Linked DNA regions of Sus scrofa: region 2 is linked to region 1. The links are chromatin contacts, called in public Hi-C maps. All regions are on one chromosome and are shown on one strand. The core of a region is the stretch at or near the end of the contact, and the rest is flanking DNA. Distances in the headings are between cores, read along the strand shown.

Region 1 (4,556 bases), core at 1,730-4,229:
TATTAATGAAATGTAAAAAAAAAAGTCATTTGAGGATCATCATTAAACAAGCATTGTGATTAATGCTCTTGTTTTTTCTTTTTCTTGAACTTGATGCTAATAGGTCATTTACTTGTTGCTAATATCATGTGGGTTGTACTAACTTATCACCCTGGGGGAAAATCTTGTCTTTAATCATCAATGGTATCAGGATTTGGAGCTTCTGGGCTTGGGAGATGTTAATCTTACTCTGTGCTTAAATTGAATCTGGATCTGATTGAGCCCAATGATAGTTTGGACCCCCAGATCTCCCACTGAATGGTAAAATGGGTTCAAAGAAAGAATTTCCTCCCAAGATGAGTTGATTGGGGTTGAGTCTTGGACCCTACTCCTTCCCATGGTCTTCTGAACGGATACAGTTCTTGGTGGGGGAACATGGCCTTGCCCATGGCTCAGTTCAAGGGTTCTCTCCACAAGAGAGTGCAAAGGTGCCATTCTGGGCTCTTGGTTAAGTGACCTGTGAGGTTTGATACCTGGCATGTGAACAGTGTGTGGCATCATCCTGCCCGTTCTGTTCCGGAGCAGAACTTGTAGGGCAGAGGTCAGGGGGAGGTGTGGTGCTGTGCAAAATGCCCCCACCTCTTAAGATGGTCACAGTCTAACTTGAGTCAGTGAGAAGAATACAGTGACAAAGTTTCTAACACTGAGCTCACTCTGTATTTTCTTTCCTAACACTTCTTCTTTTTCTCCCCCCTTTTCTTCTTTTCCAGCTAATTTCCATTGATGAATTGGATAATGCTGAGGTCCTAATTTCCTTTTTTTCCCCATGTCCTGTGGTGATGTTTCTGTGACCCTCTTCCAGTGAACTCTGTTGATCTGTCCCTTAGTCTCTGCATCGTGCCATATCTGACTGTGTAGCATGCCTCTGGGCGTGAGTTGAGTCCTTCGTGTCTGTGTTAGCATTTCCCACGAGTTTGTTTGTCATTTGTCCTTGGAGATCCCATCTGACTCTAGACAAAGACTTTCTAAATTGCAGTAAGATTTCAGTCATTCACTGTCTAGAATCTCAACTGAATTTGCGGTTGATGCTGGCTGTTAACCTGTCTCTGAAACTCAATATGGATATTACCATGAGGAGATTTTCTGTCTGTCTGTAAAGTACCAGTGCACAAACAAATAACTACATGAGTATAGTTTGGAAGTATTAAAAAAAAAAAAAAAGGCAAACCGATATTCTTGGTCTACAGGTTGGAAAGCGTTGAGTGTGAGGGGTCATATAAAATTTTGTCAAAGTGCAGTGCAAATTCTGCAGTGCTTGTTGAATCTTTCCAGCTGCTAGCTTACCATGGGATTAGGAATGTCCCACATCCTTGGCTTCTCTTCTAGGAAAACCCCCTAGAGATCCAGAAATTGAAATGTCATCTGACGGGTTCTATACTTCAGTATCAAATGAGTTTCATTTACCCGGAATTACCCTGGAGACGGAGAAGTGGCCATTTTGTTTGGGATTTGAAGGTCTCTTAAATATTTTCTCTCCTGTGAATATTTTTTCCACATTTCTTGCCATGTTTTTAGGATGTAATACAGGTTTGGTAAATGACAATAGAGAAAGGATTAACACAGGGAATTAATATATATACTTAAGCAGGCTTAATTGCTTAGCAAATCAGAGCACACTGGAAAAAATTCGATCTGACTTTTAATTTTCTGGTTCACTTCTTTGGGTATCTGGTCATTCTTTTGGTAGCTTATTTTGATGGAATAGAGCTACCAAATAAAATCGGAGGCCCGCTCTAATACCTACCACTGTCATTTCAGAAATACCAAGAGATGGTTCAGGTACACCTAAGAAGAGTTCGAATCCCAGACTTAAAACTGAAAACAATACGAATGGTTATGAGTTTGGTTCAGTTCACTCAGGAATGGAGCTCAGAGAGGTTAAGTGAGTGGTCTTCGAGCACACACAACCAATGACTAAACCAGAACTAGCTCTGCTGCCTCAGCAGCTGGCCTGGAGCTCTTATGTGTCAACCCTGGTACATTCTGTAAGTGCATACTTTTTCTTATACCTATCAACGTGAACAGGTGAGGAGGCCAGGCTCTCTAGGTTGCATGGAAAGCAAGAAAAGCAAAAGGTTATCCAGACCCTTAACCCTTTCAACTGTAGTGATTTTTGCTGCTTCCTGTTTAGTCTGCCCTCTTCCGGGTTATTTGTGGGGCAGCAACACATCTAATGCTGAATTTTCTTGTTGACACCTCTTGGTATTCATGTTTCTACCTACTGTCGCTGATTTGCACTTTCCCTCTGAAATACTAAGTTCAAGTTTCTCTTTGCCTAAGTACAAATTAAGTCGGGAGAGGAAAACCTTCCCTCATCGGAGTCTGCAGTGTTATTAATATACTGTTTTGCTCCCTAGTAATCATTGGATGTGTTTGCTTGCTCAAGATAGAACTTGGGTCTCCTGGCTAGGAGTTTATTGCTTGCTTATGGAAAGATTCCACAGTTGGAGCAGGTGTGTTTATAATTATACGCTAGGAAATAGAATACTGTCTGTTTATAAAAGAAGAATGTTCTGGCAGCCACTTGGATTCTTTGAAAATTCCCTGAGGAAGCAACTGTGGATCCCCTCCTCGTTGTTACCCCTGGCAACCACCAGAGCCCTGGGACACCAACACTCTGTCCCCAGGCCCTCGGGCTGGTGGATCTGGCCTTCTGAGCAGAGATGCCTGATGGGCCTTTATCATCCATGTCTGTTCGGGAAAAGACCACAGCTACTGAGGTTTCTCTCCCACCAAGCCTTTTGTTTGCATGTACGGGTAGAAACCAGCAGCCCACAACTGTAGTTGTGCAGAAACTCCGTCAAGAATTGCGTGAGAGTCCACTCTGGCCCTGGATATAGGCAAGCTCCCCAACTAAATTGCAAAGCAGCACTTCACACTTGAGACGTTGTGCGGAACCGCCCCTGGGCCAGGGTACGGCACACCTGGAGAGCTGTGAGCCTTTGATTGGGGAAGGACCCCGCCCTTCACTGATAAAGGCCAGTTGGGCATCGCAGGAGAGTGGATATGCAGTGAATGGCTTGGAAGATACAGTGCCTTTTGAGTCTCTGTCAGTCTTTGAGAAAGGAGAGTGAGGTGAGGACAGAATCAGAGTTCCTGCGAGAAAAGTGCATGGTGTGGGGCCTCTCCAGCTGTCTCCTAGAGTGGCATGCCCCTCGAAACCAGGAAGAGGAGGGCTTTCTTTCATTTCTTTATTATTATCATTTTTCACAAATCACGAGGCAGGGTCTCTCTCCTTACTTCCTGATTTCACCTTGTCCTTAGGGGGCAGGAAGAGGACAGGTAATGGGAGAAGGGTAAGGAGCTACTTGCTTAGTGTCTGTTCAGCTTATTCCTGAGTTGGTAGCTTGATGAACTGTTACCTTTGGACACACACAAATCAAGATAGGGAATGTTTCTGTCCCCCCCAACCCTGGAAGGTTCCTGCATCCACCCCTTCTTGGCTTTAAACAGACTCCGATTGATGCTTGAGACATTCATTTCTGTGACTCATGTTTGAGTGCCTGTTCTGTGTTGCTAGGGGATTTGGATACAATGGTGCCCCAAATAGGCAGAGTGTCTGCCCTTCTGGAGTTTATGGTTTTGTGGGGGAGATAGACAATAATACAAATTAATGTTAAATGACAGGCTGTCAATGAGAAATGTAGGAAGCTGAAGTACATGGGGTCATGAGGACATGCAATTTAAGAACTTTTACCTGGGCGAGAAAGGTCATGACAGGTGAGGACAACTGGCAGGTGACCATGGAGCCACTTTTCCTAAACTGTGAAGTTCTGGGCAAACCAAAGGTTTTTTTTCTTTTTCTTTTTTTCTTTTTTGATCTTTTTAGTGCTGCACCTGCGGCATGTGCAGGTTCCCAGGCTAGGGGTCGAATTGCAGCTATTGCCACCGGCCTATGCAACAGCCACAGTCACACTAGATCTGAGCTTGCGTGGTGTAGGTCTGTGACCTACACCATAGCTCACGGCAATGCCAGATCCTTAACCCACTGAGCGAGGCCAGGGATAAAACCTGTGTCATCATGGATTCTAGTTAGATTTGTTTCCACTGATCCACGACAGGAACTCCACAAAAGGGTAATTTTGATAAAGTCCTCTAACTTCAAGATGAGGCAGTGGGTAGAGCAGTGACCTACCTCATTTACATAGATGCCTCTTTGGAGAGGAATGGCGTGTTTAGAAAGTGTGGGCTGTGGCTCAGTGGATGGGCTGCATTTCTACATTTGGGAGATGTGATCCCCATTCAGTCACTGTCACTTCAGACTCTTCAGAGCCATCAGTGTCAGTTTGCAGCTTCAGCCTCTTGCCATTTCAACAAAAAAGCAAGGTTGTCATTTCTACTTGTTAGGGCGGTTGCAGCCTGCCTCTGTCTGCCTTTCTGTCCTTAGCTTCTGCCCCCGGGAGCTACTTCTGCAAGCAAAGGAAAGCCACCGCCAGTAAAATTTAGGGGGAAGAAAACAGAAGAGAAATGGGAGAATTATTAAATTTCACCTTCAGGGGGCGTTCTCATGACGTCCA
Region 2 (4,399 bases), core at 1,856-4,355, 420 kb after region 1:
CTTTTAATAGGCCATTTTAACCCCAATATTTAATCTAAGAAGCTCTGAGACTACCCTTTAGGGATATCAAAGGGCCAGAGCTTTCTTCTGATTTTACTGTTTTAGAAACCTAGTGCATTGATTCACCCATTCAGCCTCACAAGACTGATCCTGAAAACTGTAATGTTTGTTATTTATTCTCAGTGGAGGATATCTTTAAAGGAACTGAAATAGATGTTAGCAGTCATCTTCAACTCGCAAAGAGGGAGACTGAATTTGGGTCACCTTGTGGGATATAACCCAAATCACAGAGATTGAAGACTGTGATGTATGGAAGCTGGAATAGGTTGAGTTGAATAGAACTGGAATTAGACTTGGGGATTCAAAGCTTTTGCAACTGCTCTTGAACTGTGTTGAGTTTTAGCCCTTGTTCTATTTTATACTTGGTTTCCTTAGACACATTTTTCTTCTAAAATAGTGCTTTGAAAATAGGGGCTTAGTTATTGAATTAGTCCTCAGCTGTGTCTGTTTCAGTTACTTTTATCAAATGCTGGTCTCAAGAAAGAGTTGAGTTTTTATCTTACTCATGTTGTAGGTACACTATATACAATAAATTTAATTTTTACAGCCATATGCAGTAAGTACTGTTCTTATCACCCTTATTTTACAGACAAGCAAGTAAGTCCTGAAAAGTTAAAACTTCCCAAGGTCACTCAGAGGGCAATGCTAAGATTTAAACTCTGGCAGTCTTCTGAATCTGGATTCTTAGTTGTCTCTTTGGCGCCACCCAGAGTAAAGCAATTTTTACCTTAACGCATTTCAGGCTTCTTTTTAATCAGTCCCCTCATGCTTTTGTAAGATACTTTGTGGAACGACCCAGTACAAAACAGTTTCTTAAAGAGTTGGTTTTTAAGATTGGCCTTTCTAATTGGATATGGGTGTTGTCCCAGTCTTTTCAGGCACATTTACCTTGAGGGGTGTCTAGTCTAATATAGAGAGCTAACACAATTACCTCTGTCCCCCCTTGGTTCAGCTTAATTCAAGGAGAAAACATTTTCTGACTATGGCCCCTGAATCCTGGGATGTGCCTTGCAGGACACTAATGTCAGCATTGCTGGTTTGGGAAGAGTAGAAAGACCAGTCTTTCTTGGCTTTTGAGGGCTAGCTGGTTTCAGTAAACTGGGACGAAAGTGTGAAAGACCAGCCTGATCTGCCTTTTTTTCTTCCTAGAGCCAACTCACTTGGAGAACTTGAGTTCCCCCAACCTGACTTCTTCCCTTATGGCTTGTGGACTACACCTTACAAGGTTTTTTGTGAAGCTTAAATAAGAACACATGTGGAAAGTATTTTGAAACTTGCCAGACGTATATGGCTGGCAGCTATTGTCAGTTTTTCCATGAAAAGCGTCTTTTAGAAGTTAGAGGGTTTTCTCTGGCTATGAAAAAGATTTGTTATTAGAGTTTGTCTCCAGTATGAAGACAGGAGCTATTATCAATGTGGTTTGTAGTTGACTGCTGGTAAGTAAAAATTTGCAATAACTTATGAAGGAAATATATAACATGACCCTTAATATTCATATTCAGTTTGCAAGTTTCAAGAAGGCAGACCTGAACGTTCAGGATCAAGCCCTGATGTTGAACTTTCATCAGGGTCCCTAGGTGAAAAGTAGGAAAAGAATACCTGTAGGCAAAAGACCCTGGCTCAAACTCTTTTTACATTCCTTCGATGCTTGGGCAGGCCTGTCGGTATTTTGGACAGGAATAAGGGTCAATCAACAAAAAGGGTCTTACTATGTGCCAGCCACCTGTGTTACAATCATGTTTCTTCAGGCTCCTTCTCAGGGAGTCTCCATTATACCTCCTCTGTATTGCTAAAAGTCTTCTGACCCTGAGAATGTGCCACATGACTACTCTGTCATCTTCTTAGTCACTCCCTTGGTTATTCTGCCAGTCTGGCTTGAGCCACTCATCAGGTCTTGCTTCCTGAGCTTTTCAGGAACCTCAGTATAATAGGCACATGGTCTAAACTTAAGGAGGGCAAATCTTAGCAGACATTTCCAAATGCGGCAAACAAAAGAAAACAAAACCCCCAAACCGTTGAGCCATTACATGAAAGCAATAGCCCTTCAGAGCTGACATTTTCAACCTTGCTTATTATGGTAAGTAGATACTAAGAGGTAAAGTGATTTGACCAGGAACCTATCCCACACGTCAAAGGTTAGGTCACTGCTACAGTGCACAGGAGAGATGGTGATATGATTGAATAGATCTGGTAAAAATAATCGGTGGTGGCGGCAAGCAGCCTTGACTCCTCCCCCCTGCATTTTTCTTCTGTATCTTTTTTTAAAAATAGTCGTATTTCTGAGACAAAGGCAACTCAACCTAACTCAGTATTTCCTGGAATTGTCGGATACTAAGAATTGCCGAAGCGTATTTGTTAGACACATTGCCCGGGCCCTCTATCTATAGGTCTAGGACAGGACCTGGGAATGTGTATTTTACAGTCACCGTGAGCGCTTCTTACAAGTTAGGGCGTTTTAATAAAAAGGGTTCAAATTTTAAGTTAAAAGAAAACAAATTAGGGTGTTTTAATAAAAGTAATTCAAGATAACGTTTTACGGCAACATCCACCCCCCACCATGTAAAAAAAACTTGCCCTTGGTATGCCAAAGTAGCTGCCTTATATAGAAATGTCCTTTTTTCGTTCCTTGTTCCTTATGTCTTAATTGTTACCGTCCCTAACATACAGCTCCGGTCCCAGCGCGGAGCCGGTTCTACTGGAGCGGGGCGGGTCCTGGGCCACGTCCCTGTCCAGCCTTCAGCTGCAGGTTCCGTGCCGCGCTCCCATTGGCTGGAAGTTCCCTCCTCCGGAGCCCGAGCTGCTCCTACTCGCCACGCCAGCCCAGCCGACTCCGGACCGCCCTGGGGGCGGGGCCGAAAGGACGGGGCGGGGCCTCGTGGCGTTGGGGGCAACCAGGTGGCCTATGGCGCCTGAGGGAGTCCCACGCCTCGCACAGCGAGGCCGGGCCGGGGCCGGGCCAATCCGGGCGACTGGGCGGGCGAATGCGGGGCCTGGCCGGCTGGGCCCGGAATGCTGGGGGTGGGGGACAATGGGCCAGTTCCTGGTGCGTCACGGGGAAGTTCCTTAAAGGGGAAGTGAGCGGGGCTACGAGGCGGACGTGGGGTGCGGTGGTCGGCGGGGAAGGTCCCCAGCGTTTTAAAATAATGCCCGCGGCGCCCGCGCGACCATGCAATGGCGAGCGCTCGTCCTGGGGCTGGTGCTCCTCCGGCTTGGCCTCCATGGAGTGCTGTGGCTTGTCTTCGGGCTGGGGCCCAGCATGGGCTTCTACCAGCGCTTCCCGCTCAGCTTCGGCTTCCACCGCCTGAGGGGCTCCGACGGCCCCGCGTCTCTTGCCTCGGGGCCCGCGGGCAGGCCGGGGACGCCTGGGGGGCCGTCGTGGCTGCAGCCGCCGGTTCCCGCGGCGGCGGCGGCGGCAGCGTCTGCGGGGCGGCGGCGGGCTCCGCGGCGGCCAGGGCCGGGTGTGTGTGGCCCGGCCCACTGGGGCTACGTGCTGGGCGGCCGGGACCGCGGCCGGGACGAGTACGAGAAGCGCTACAGTGGTGCCTTCCCGCCTCAGCTGCGCGCACAGATGCGCGACCTGGCGCGAGGCATGTTCGTCTTCGGCTACGACAATTACATGGCGCACGCCTTTCCCCAGGACGAGCTCAACCCCATCCACTGCCGCGGCCGAGGGCCGGACCGCGGGGACCCGTGAGTACCCCGCGCCGGCCGGACGCCCGGGACCGCTCACCGCACGCACTTCCTTCCGACCCCGGGGGTGGGTGCTGCCGTCCGTCCTCTGGGTCCCCCTAAGGGTGCCGGGGTGTTTAGGGTGATGGGGGCTTGGGGGTAAGTGGAAGGGCCGATGTCTGCCCTCTGTCCTGATTCTTCCGGAATCCGAGTTACTGGACTGCTGTCTGCGCAATCTCTTTTACAGATGGGAAAACTGAGGCTCAGAGAACAGAGGGCACAGTAGCAGTACCAAGGGGTGACTTGGGGGGACCTTAAACTCCCATCTTCACCCTTTCTCCAGGTGAACATAAAATCAAGATGAAATCCCTTGTAAATGTAGCTTCAGAACTAGCCCTTACCTTCCCCCACCTAGCCTACTCCCCACTTTTCTGTATAGAAATATATAAATTCAGAAGTTGATCCCGGGAAGGGACTTCTAAAGCCAGGCAGTGAATCTGAGGCAGAGCAGGGCTACAATCTTTCTCCTTCATCACAGAGGCTGCTTTTTAGGCTGAGGATGGTTAGGTGGAAGGGAGGGAGGCTGTGAGGCCTACATTTGGGTTCCTGATGCTCAGGATGGGATTCCTTTGCCTTACTGTAGGGTCTGTCCTGCAGGTTCTCCCCGGTC

The links. Hi-C and Micro-C count contacts between places; a contact is called where the count stands out from the background.
Region 2: a contact with region 1 is called in a Hi-C map of embryonic fibroblasts, with 2.3 times the contacts expected there. The contact joins the promoter of EDEM1 here to the enhancer-like site in region 1. A contact is called at or near these places in 2 of 5 promoter capture datasets (fetal liver and liver), 7 of 47 Hi-C or Micro-C datasets (alveolar macrophages, embryonic fibroblasts, fetal skeletal muscle and 4 more) and 2 of 2 datasets of contacts at active chromatin or transcription factors (alveolar macrophages and skeletal muscle).

What each region holds. Positions count from the first base shown.
Region 1 is chr13:61,277,217-61,281,772 of Sscrofa11.1, forward strand. All of the region lies in intron 39 of ITPR1 (inositol 1,4,5-trisphosphate receptor type 1), which reads left to right. Among named protein-coding and RNA genes, the nearest start is that of ITPR1, 210 kb to the left of the region's middle. Within about 2 kb of position 2,980, at least 41 of the 83 cell types and tissues checked have an H3K27ac peak or open chromatin away from gene starts, as enhancers often do. A contact at or near this core is called in alveolar macrophages, embryonic fibroblasts, fetal liver and 4 more, where this site is marked.
Region 2 is chr13:61,700,496-61,704,894 of Sscrofa11.1, forward strand. It overlaps EDEM1 (ER degradation-enhancing alpha-mannosidase-like protein 1), which reads left to right and starts at 3,106. Exons shown (of 11, transcript XM_021069286.1): 1 at 3,106-3,750. The coding sequence starts at 3,232.